Linked DNA regions of Sus scrofa: all the other regions are linked to region 2. A link is a contact called in public HiChIP or PLAC-seq data. All regions are on one chromosome and are shown on one strand. Each heading gives the region's core, a stretch centred on a gene start, on an enhancer-like site or on the middle of the called end of the contact. The rest is flanking DNA. Distances are from core to core; before and after follow the strand shown. Region 1 overlaps SMURF1 (E3 ubiquitin-protein ligase SMURF1). Region 2 holds the start of ARPC1A (actin related protein 2/3 complex subunit 1A). Region 3 holds the start of SMURF1 (E3 ubiquitin-protein ligase SMURF1).

What was found. HiChIP or PLAC-seq counts read pairs in DNA pulled down with a chosen protein or histone mark.
Region 1: a contact with region 2 is called in an H3K27ac HiChIP or PLAC-seq map of alveolar macrophages. The contact joins the enhancer-like site here to the promoter of ARPC1A in region 2. A contact is called at or near these places in 4 of 5 promoter capture datasets (fetal liver, fetal skeletal muscle and liver), 13 of 47 Hi-C or Micro-C datasets (brain, embryonic fibroblasts, epiblast stem cells and 8 more) and 2 of 2 datasets of contacts at active chromatin or transcription factors (alveolar macrophages and skeletal muscle).
Region 3: a contact with region 2 is called in an H3K27ac HiChIP or PLAC-seq map of alveolar macrophages. The contact joins the promoter of SMURF1 here to the promoter of ARPC1A in region 2. A contact is called at or near these places in 2 of 5 promoter capture datasets (fetal skeletal muscle and liver), 7 of 47 Hi-C or Micro-C datasets (alveolar macrophages, brain, embryonic fibroblasts and 2 more) and 1 of 2 datasets of contacts at active chromatin or transcription factors (alveolar macrophages).

The regions. Positions count from the first base shown.
Region 1 is chr3:6,044,872-6,047,698 of Sscrofa11.1, reverse strand. It overlaps SMURF1 (E3 ubiquitin-protein ligase SMURF1), which reads left to right. Exons shown (of 18, transcript XM_021086117.1): 12 at 514-628; 13 at 1,767-1,945. Among named protein-coding and RNA genes, the nearest start is that of SMURF1, 96 kb to the left of the region's middle. Within about 2 kb of position 1,293, at least 9 of the 83 cell types and tissues checked have an H3K27ac peak or open chromatin away from gene starts, as enhancers often do. A contact at or near this core is called in alveolar macrophages and retroperitoneal adipose tissue, where this site is marked.
Region 2 is chr3:6,300,184-6,303,072 of Sscrofa11.1, reverse strand. ARPC1A (actin related protein 2/3 complex subunit 1A) reads right to left here and starts at 1,468. Exons shown (of 9, transcript NM_001134355.1): 1 at 1,405-1,468; 2 at 1-104. The coding sequence starts at 1,468.
Region 3 is chr3:6,140,900-6,144,036 of Sscrofa11.1, reverse strand. SMURF1 (E3 ubiquitin-protein ligase SMURF1) reads left to right here and starts at 1,468. Exons shown (of 18, transcript XM_021086117.1): 1 at 1,468-1,841. The coding sequence starts at 1,787.

The DNA of each region.
Region 1 (2,827 bases), core at 44-2,543, 260 kb after region 2:
TGCTAATTCTCAAGTTAGCTACTGTCAGCATGTTTGTGTAAATCCCTAGCTTTTTTTATGCTCTGTGTATATATTTTTTCTGTTGTGTGTGTATGTGCACACACTTTTTCAAATAAAAGTAGAATCATTGCACTTTTGTTGGTTACGACCACATCATTAATATCCTCACTGAGACTTTGACCTTCACAAAGTAGCAGAGGGCACCTTAGCTGAGGTGTAAGAAGGCCCACAGACTGCAGGGAGCGCTGCGCCTATAAGCTGGTCTGATCCTGGGCAACCACGGTTGTCTCTGAACTTCAGAGTTGCTGGAGTTTCGACCAGAAAAGCCATTTCTCACAGCCCCAGAAGCAGTTTTTTCCTTCATTAGACTTAGGTGCCCAATCTCTAGAAATCCCATTCTCTGGGCGCCAGGGAGCCTCGCCAAGCTGGGTGTTCTAGGGCCTTGTGGCTCATTCGTTTCGCTAAGATCTCAAACTAGCAAGGTGTCATTTGTGGTGTTGCTGTTGTCTGCAGGGAGTGGCTGTACCTGTTGTGCCATGAAATGCTGAATCCGTACTACGGCCTCTTCCAGTATTCTACCGACAACATCTACATGCTGCAGATCAACCCCGATTCTTCCATCAACCCTGTGAGTATTAAGGAATGAAGAGGTAGGACACTTAGTTGGAGGATTTCTTAAATGGATTTTCAGTTTCAATCTCCATTCTTGGCTTACTCATTGTAGCCTTACTCAAAGTCTCTGGTAAATAGAGCATCAGCAGGCAGAGGGAGAGCTGGACCGGCATGGATGGTTTCAACCCCGTATTTCCCATGGTCCGGGGCAGAGTTTGTCGTTTCAAGGAGAACGAGAGTGAGACTGAGCAGCCCCTAGACCTCAGCACTTGACTCCGTTTGAGGGAACTCTGGCTGACGGCTGTATTTGTTGACGGTGTCATTCTGAGAAGTGGGTTATGGAGTCCATCCTCCCAATCAAAATTAGACGTTTTCCATAATTGGCCTTTTTTAAAGGTCTGTTCCGAGGCAGTCCCCAGGCCAGGGATTGAACTCGAGCCTCAGCAGCCACCCACGCTGCTGCATTTGGACTTTGAGCCCCCACTGCCCCACTGCAGGAACTCCCGTGAGCGGCCGTTTTGGTCCGCGGTGCTGAGACACACTCAGCTCCTGTGGGTGCAGATGAGGAAAGAAGCACCGAGACTAAGTGACCAGCCCTGGCCAGACACACGGCCCCTGCCAGCATCCACCTGTGACAGGACCTTTCACAACGCGCACGCTGACCAGTGTGCTGACGGCATTCCCACCCGAAGCGAGAAAGAGGAGGTTACCTAGTCACAGAGCAGAGTGGCGCTGGCGGTCGAATGGTTCTCTTACTTCCCTTGTTCCCCGTTTCCTGTGTCCCTTCCCTGTCACTCCCTCTTTGGGTTTTTTCTCTTCCCCTTTTTCTGTGGGACGGGGGAGGGACGGCAGAGGAAGGAGAGGGTTGCCTGGGAGGGAGACGCCGGTGGCTTGCTGGGGTGTGGCCTGCGCGAGCACCAGGCCCTGCCCGCATGTGGCTTCCTCCTCTGCCGTCACCATGTTCGCATTGTCCTTTGTACGTTCTCATCTGGCCCTGGGTTGCCCCCCGTTAGGTAGCTCTTCGGAGAAGGCGTCTGAATTAAGGGCATAAGAAATTGCTCTGCTGCCCGCGGGACTTTCTCCCGCGAAGCCAGCCAGCCGGCCACCTCGCTGTCACTTTCCGACGCGTGGCTGTTCTCTGCTGCCCCCTGCAGGACCATCTGTCTTACTTCCACTTTGTGGGCCGCATCATGGGTCTGGCTGTGTTCCACGGGCACTACATCAACGGGGGCTTCACGGTTCCCTTCTACAAGCAGCTGCTGGGGAAACCCATCCAGCTTTCGGACCTGGAGTCGGTGGACCCAGAACTGCACAAGAGCTTAGTGTGGATTCTGTAAGTACTGAAGCGGTTTGCTGCCACTCCGGCGGCGGCGGCCGTCTCGGGGGTGCCGGATACACTTGTTTTCTGTGTGTGTGCCCACACGCGTGCATGTACTTTGGGGCTGGGCGTGAAACTGGAGAGGAGAAGCCAACCACCAGGAACGTAAAAGCAGACTTCACGGAAGTACTGACTCCTCGTAGCGTTGGGCTGATTTCTCCTCACCGGCAAGTGTTTCTGCTGTTTCCTCGGATTAGGCGGTTTCGATCCGCCTGTTAACCCCGGGCCGGCCGGCTGCTTGGCCCGTGACCCTCGAGGGATCTCCACTTCATCTCTGGAGGGGCCAAGGACATGTTAAAATAAATCCCCACTCACATTGAGTCGCTTTTGCTTTAGGATGGTCCTAAAACTCTTTTAAAAGGACCAGGCCCAGTGCCCGGGGCCCTGGAGCTGTCGTGGGTCCTCGTGAAGGAGCCGACGTCACAGGAGCACGGGGCCCAGGCTCTGGCACAAGGGGACCCGCTGAGGCCCCTGTCGCCGCGGGCGTCCAGCCGCCTCCTTCTGCGTGTCCCAGCTTGCAGGCTCGGCGGTGGCGGGGTCTGGGCTTCACCCTGTGCAAATCCTCTGCGTCTGCATTTCGAGCAAACACAGCGGGTTACGGAGCCCGTTCTACGGTCCGAGGCGGCTCCGGCCCTTCCCCTGAAAAGGCTGTGGCGAGGGGTGCGGTGTTTCCGGCTTGCTCCCCTCGTCTGCACGGAGACGTCCCCCAGAATCACAGGGCCGTGTCCCTACCGTCACGTCCTTCGGGCCGGGGGCTCTTTCCAGGGCCGGGGCCCGGCTGCCCTCGCGCGCGCTCTGTGGCTCTGGCCGCCGGGTGACGAGCGCCGTTCCCCTGGC
Region 2 (2,889 bases), core at 219-2,718:
TGTGATGTGTCCGTTGTGCTCCTTGAGTTCGTGAGCTTTCACCCACTGGCTCCCATTCTTCTTATATATGTGGACTTCATGATTATTGGGGCTAAGGGCAATCTCTGGAGAAAAAAGTGAATGAACTTGAAATTGTCACCAAAAAAGGCACATTACAGCTGGCATTTTAAAAACAGACTGAAGGAGGGGATAGGAAAGTGGTTTTGGAAAACAGTTCCATAAGCTCCTGCTGTGGTGCGGTGGGCTAATTATCTCCCCACTACAGTGGGTGTGTCTCTGTAGAGGCTCAGGTTTGATCCCCGGCCCAGCGCAGTCAGTTACGGATCTGGTGTTGATGTGGCTGTGGCTCAGGTTCAATCCCTGGCCTGGACTTCCACATGCTGTGGGTGCAGCCAAAATTTAAAAAAAAAAGGGGGGGGGAGTTCCCAATATTCATCCCGAAGAATTCCTTTATTATTTTTACCTCTACTTATACCCCATGCTTTATTTTATTTTTATTTAAAAATTTCCTTTTTTTTTTTTTTTTTTGCTTTTTAGGGCCACACCCTCAGCATATGGAGGTTCCCAGGATAGGGGCTGAATCAGAGTTGCAGCCGCCGGCCTGTGCCAGGGCCACAGCAACATGGGATCCGAGCCGCGTCTTCAACCTACACCACAGCTCATGGCAATGCTGGATCCTTGACCCACTGAGCGAGGCCAGGGATCAAACTCGCAACCTCATGGTTCCTAGTCGGATTTGTTTCTGCGGCGCCACAGCGGGAACTCCAAAAGCTGTTATTTTAGATAGAGAATAAATCTCTGACATTTATTTGTTCGTTTTTAGATTTTTCCCCCTTCTCCTAGTCATATTACCTGCACTTTGCTTGCTATATTGGCCTACTTCTAAGTCTTCATCCCCTTTAAGTTTGCTGGAGCCAAAAACCTGGAAACTCAAGCTTATTGTGAATAACATAGTAAGTACGAGATGATACGGCTCTCAGTATGTCTGTATGTAAACCACAGCCTCTGTAATGGCTTATTTCTAGGTCTGAGTATTCTGACTAAATGCTGGATGGGTGTTACTGCACAACTATGCCAGACACTGAGTTATTAGGGCAATGAAAGATGTCTCTAATATCAACCATCCTTCAGGTGGTACTGTAGAGAAGTAAGTGGACGAGGAGCCAGAAGGCCTGAGTGCTAACAATGGCTCTGACATGAACTTGGGTGTAACCACTAGAAAGTCCTTCTATCACTCTAAGCCTTGACGTCTCTATTTATAAACCAAAGGACTGACCCGGTTTCCTACTGAATCTATATATGTCCTGTTCACATATGACACTGAAATACGATTCCCTAAAGATGCTTACATCTAAAAGCATCAAAGGCATCAAAATAAAGGAGCAAAGTTAATAGCATACTTACGGGTACGATCCCTGTTCCAGGCATGACAGGTGATTGGCTCTAGTAAAAACTGATGCAGGGACATTATTCTCAGTGTTTTCAAAGGACAGAAAGCTGCAATGAGCAACAGAAAAAAGCATTTAAAATGGTAGGCAACCCATATTTAAGTTGTCTGGGGATCCTGAAATGTTTGGGGTTAAATAAAACATTATTCTTCCACCAAAAAAGAATCAATCTCAATGTCAAAACTTAATCATTTAAATACAATTAGCATTGTAACCACTAATGTGTAATTATTCTGGTAAGGGTCATCAGAGGACTCTAAAACCTTGAGTTAAAGACTGCTGGGGAGTTTCCTGGTGGCTCAGTGGGTTAAGGGTCCAGCATTGTTGCTGCTGTGCTTGGGTCACTGCCATGATGTAGGTTTGATCCCTGGCCCCTGGAACTTCCACATGTTCTGTGTGCAGCCAAAAAAAAAAAAAAAAAAGACTGTTGGGGTAGAAGATATTCATACAGTCTCAAATGATCATCCCACAGATCGCTGACTTAAGAGAAAAACATGCCTTTACAAAAAAACAAACAACAACAAAAACGAAACGAATCTGGCAGTTACCATCTCAACCAAGAAATCAATCTTTGTATCATTAGTAGTGGAACGATATAAATCTGTTGGGGCCTCCTGATGGGAGGCAACCTGAAGTGCACATCATTACTTATAAATAGTGAACACTTAATTTATTAACCAGACCAGACTACTTTTAAGAGAGCAAAATGGGGCATTATTAGTAATTATGCTGTGAAAACAGGCCGCAGGACTATCCTGGAGAAACCTGGTAATATAGCCAACCTACCTATGAAGAATTTATGCCAAACATATCTACTAAGTCCAATCAAGATCTGGACCTAATTTCTAGTTTATAGGAAATAAAGGGGAGTGGAATTAGTTAAAAGGGAAACTTAAAACCAGAATGTGGGGGAGGTGTGTGTGTGTGTGTTCCAGATTAAAGAGCTATGAAAACCAAATTCGATAAATGAAACGTGACTGTAAAGCTATTATTTTTTAAACAGCTGTAAAAGATGTATTTTGTAAAATAGGAAACATTTTAATTTGGAGTACCTATCACATAACAATATGGAATTATTTCCAATTTCTTTTTTTTTTTCTTTTTTGTCTTTTGTCTTTTTTGTTGTTGTTGTTGTTGTTGTTATTGTTGCTATTTCTTGGGCCGCTCCCGCGGCATATGGAGGTTCCCAGGCTAGGGGTTGAATCGGAGCTATAGCCACCGGCCTACGCCAGAGCCACAGCAACTTGGGATCCGAGCCGCGTCTGCAACCTACACCACAGCTCACGGCAACGCCGGATCGTTAACCCACTGAGCAAGGGCAGAGATCGAACCCGCAACCTCATGGTTCCTAGTCAGCTTTGTTAACCACTGCGCCACGACGGGAACTCCCTCCAATTTCTTAAATATGATAGCGGTTTGCTCTTAGGAAGGAGATGGTTCT
Region 3 (3,137 bases), core at 219-2,718, 160 kb after region 2:
TCAGGTAAGCAGAGAAAGAGGTTTCGTTTGGTTGACAGAGAAAAGACTCCTTAAACATGGGAAAGAAGCAGAGGGAGAAAAACTGACGAAACTGAGAGAAGAATGGGATTATTCCAGGCATTCGAGGCTCGAAATGGGTTATTCAGAGCCAAGGACCCAGTGACAATTGCCTACAGAGAGAAACAAAGCTGGATTCTGGAGGTACTGCTCTGTTGCTTAAACATAGCTCTTCTTGGAAATCACTAGAATCATTGAAATTCTGAGCTGCAAGAGCCATAGCAATGATCTAGGCCTGTCCTTTTATGTCACTGATAGAGGCTGGAAAAGGCAGCCTAGCATCTGGCCCAGAGGAGAGTCAGCCTGAGCTCAGCCAGAGCAGGTGGACATGTCAGGGGCTCTAAGAAGAGAGCTCTATTCAGAAGACCGTGACCCCAAGCAAGGTCCCTGGCTGCAGGGGATGGGTGCAAGGGCTCAGAGCCTTAAGGCATTCAGAGACTTAGGTAGTCGTTCAAATACAGTTTTGATAAACAAGCCTAGCTTTTCCTCTCCAATACAGTTTGATAAACAAGCCTAGCTTTTCCTCTCCGTAACAGGTTAACACGCAGAGGAGTTTGCTGGGGAAAGCGTCAAGAGCTTTTAGTCCTACCTTGCAGCTCTGGAAGGAGGGGAGGTGTTAGCAGAAGGCAGAGAAACAGAGGCCCTAAAACTGCCTTTCGGTTTGTCTGGCTCAACTGTTTGCAGGTTGGATAACGACAAACATCTTATCTGCCTCTTTATCCCTATATCTCGCCTCCTGTTTACTTGTCTCTAGATGGCACTTCCTGCAACTCTGGCAACTTTGTTACGGGTCAACAGAGCGCACCAGTCGCCCAGAACACACCCAGGAGACTGTTTCTGGGAGAAGTCCTTGCCTTGAAATTGCGTTATCTAGAGGCTAAAACCAAACTGGGACTGCGTGCCTGTTCGTGCAAAGTGCTTGGTGTAGTAACAGGCCACAGTTTCACGTAAGCGCCCCTTCGACAGCTCTCAGGAGCTCCAGGCCTTGAGTGAGAGATCTAGAAAATCGATTCCGTTCTCTGGACCTCAACGTCCGCATCTGCAAACCGGCTCCCTCGGCGAAGACCCAGGACGACCGCCCGCGGGACCCGCCGTCCCTCCCGCCCCGAGCCGTGCGCTCGCTCCCAGTCGCCACGGCTCCACACACTGCACCGGGTTCCGCGGGCCTTCAGGGGGCTCGCCCCAGCCGCGGGGCGCCGACCTCCTCCCTCCTCCGCCTCGGGATCAGCAAGGTGCGGGAAGACCGGCTCCCGACCCCGCGCGCCCGAGACTGGGCGGGAGACGCAGCCGCGCGGCGCGCCCCGCCCCACCGTGCTCCGCGGGCGCGCGCACGCACGCAGGCGCGGGGGTGCACGGCCCGGCGGCGCGCAGGGCCGGGCCGGCCCGGCGGCGGGAGCGCGCGCGGCTCCGGGAGGCGGCGGCGGCGGCGGCGGAAGCGGCGAGGGCGGCGGGCGTCCGGCTCAGAGGTGGTGTCGGCGGCGGCAGCAGCGGCTCTGGACTGGGCTCGGCTAGGAGCGAGCGAGGGTCGGGGGCGCAGGGTCGAGCGCCGATCCTCCAGCTCGACCATCCACCAGTAGCCCAGACGCCTGGGCCGCGGAGTTTGTGTCCCGGCTCGGACCCCGGCGCCCAGCCCGGAGCCGTAACCTTGAGGCGGCGGCGGCGGGGCCGGGCCGGGCCGGGCCGGGGGGCGGCGGCGCTGGATCCGCGGCTGCCAGATCGTTGGCGGGAGATGTCGAACCCCGGAACGCGCAGGAACGGCTCCAGCATCAAGATCCGTCTGACAGGTACGGCCGGCGGGAGGGCCCCGCCGCCCCCCCAGCGCCCACTCGCACCCCGCACGGCCCCTCGGCAGCCCCGGAATTTCCCGCAGAGCGCCCTGGGGAAGTGGCCCTCCCCCACGCCGGCCGTGGTCCCAGGACCTCGTCGCCCTCTTAGGCTAGTGCCCCTCATCTCCCTCCCGGCCCCGCCCCCTCGCTGCTCCCCGGCCCCGCCCCCTCGCTTCTCGCCCCCCCATCCGCCCTCTAGCTTCTCTCCCCCCTCCACCTGCCCCCTCTCTTCTCCCCTCCTGGCCCCCTCCGGTTCACTCCCTCCATCCTTCTCGCTCCCGCTCCCTGTTCTCCCCCAGGCCCCTCGCGTCCCCCTCCTGGCCCCGCCCCCTAGCTTCTCTGCTTTTGGACCCCCTCCGTTTTCATCCCCTGCATCCTCTTTTCGCTCCCCCTCCTCCTTCTTGCCCCTCGCTTTTCCCCTCCTGGCCCCGCCCCCACTTCTCAACTCCCTCCTTCCCCTCAATTTCTTCCCTTTCCCCTCACCTGCCCCCTCTCTTTTCCCTCTTGGTTCCGCCCCCTGCTTCTCCTCTCCTTCCCACCCTCTGTCGCTTCCCAGTCTCTACCCCCACCTGCCCCCTCGCTTCTCCCCTCCCGGCCTTGCCTCCCGCTTCTCCCTCCTGGTCCCCCCACCACCCCGCCCACCGACTTCTCACCCCTCCCCCATCAGCTCTCTCGCCTTCCTCTCTTTACCACCCCTCCCCACTTGCCCCCTCGCTTCTCCCCTCCTGGCCCCGCCCCCTCACTTTCCCCCTAAGCCCCGCCCCTCATTTTCTACCTAGTCCCGCCCTCGCTTATCTCCCAGCCCCGCCCCCTTGCCTCCGTCTCGCGCCTCCACCCTTTCCTTCAGCCTCGAATTCCTCAATCCTATCTCCTAGCTTCTCCTGGTCTTGTTCTCATTTCCCCTCTGGTCCAGACCTCTTCAGTCTGGTGCACTTCCTTTCTCTCTCAAACCAGGCCACTGTCTCCTCTTGACTGTGCCGCTTCCTTTTCTGCCCTGCACTTCGCCGTCACCCCCTCACCCCCCGACATCCTTAAACACCGCCAACCCCCGCCCCCCTCACGCACGCTCTGGAGGCTCCGGCGGCTGCACGAACGCAGGCTCCTTGATTCACTCTCTTTTAGTCTTCAATGAAATGCCCGTGTCTCCTAGGTGGCTCTGTAGTGCCACCTTCAAGGGTGAGCGCGAAGCTCTGCTCTGGGCCTGCGACGTGGTGGTTTGGATGCGCGTAGCTGGCAACCGTCTGGCGGGGCCCC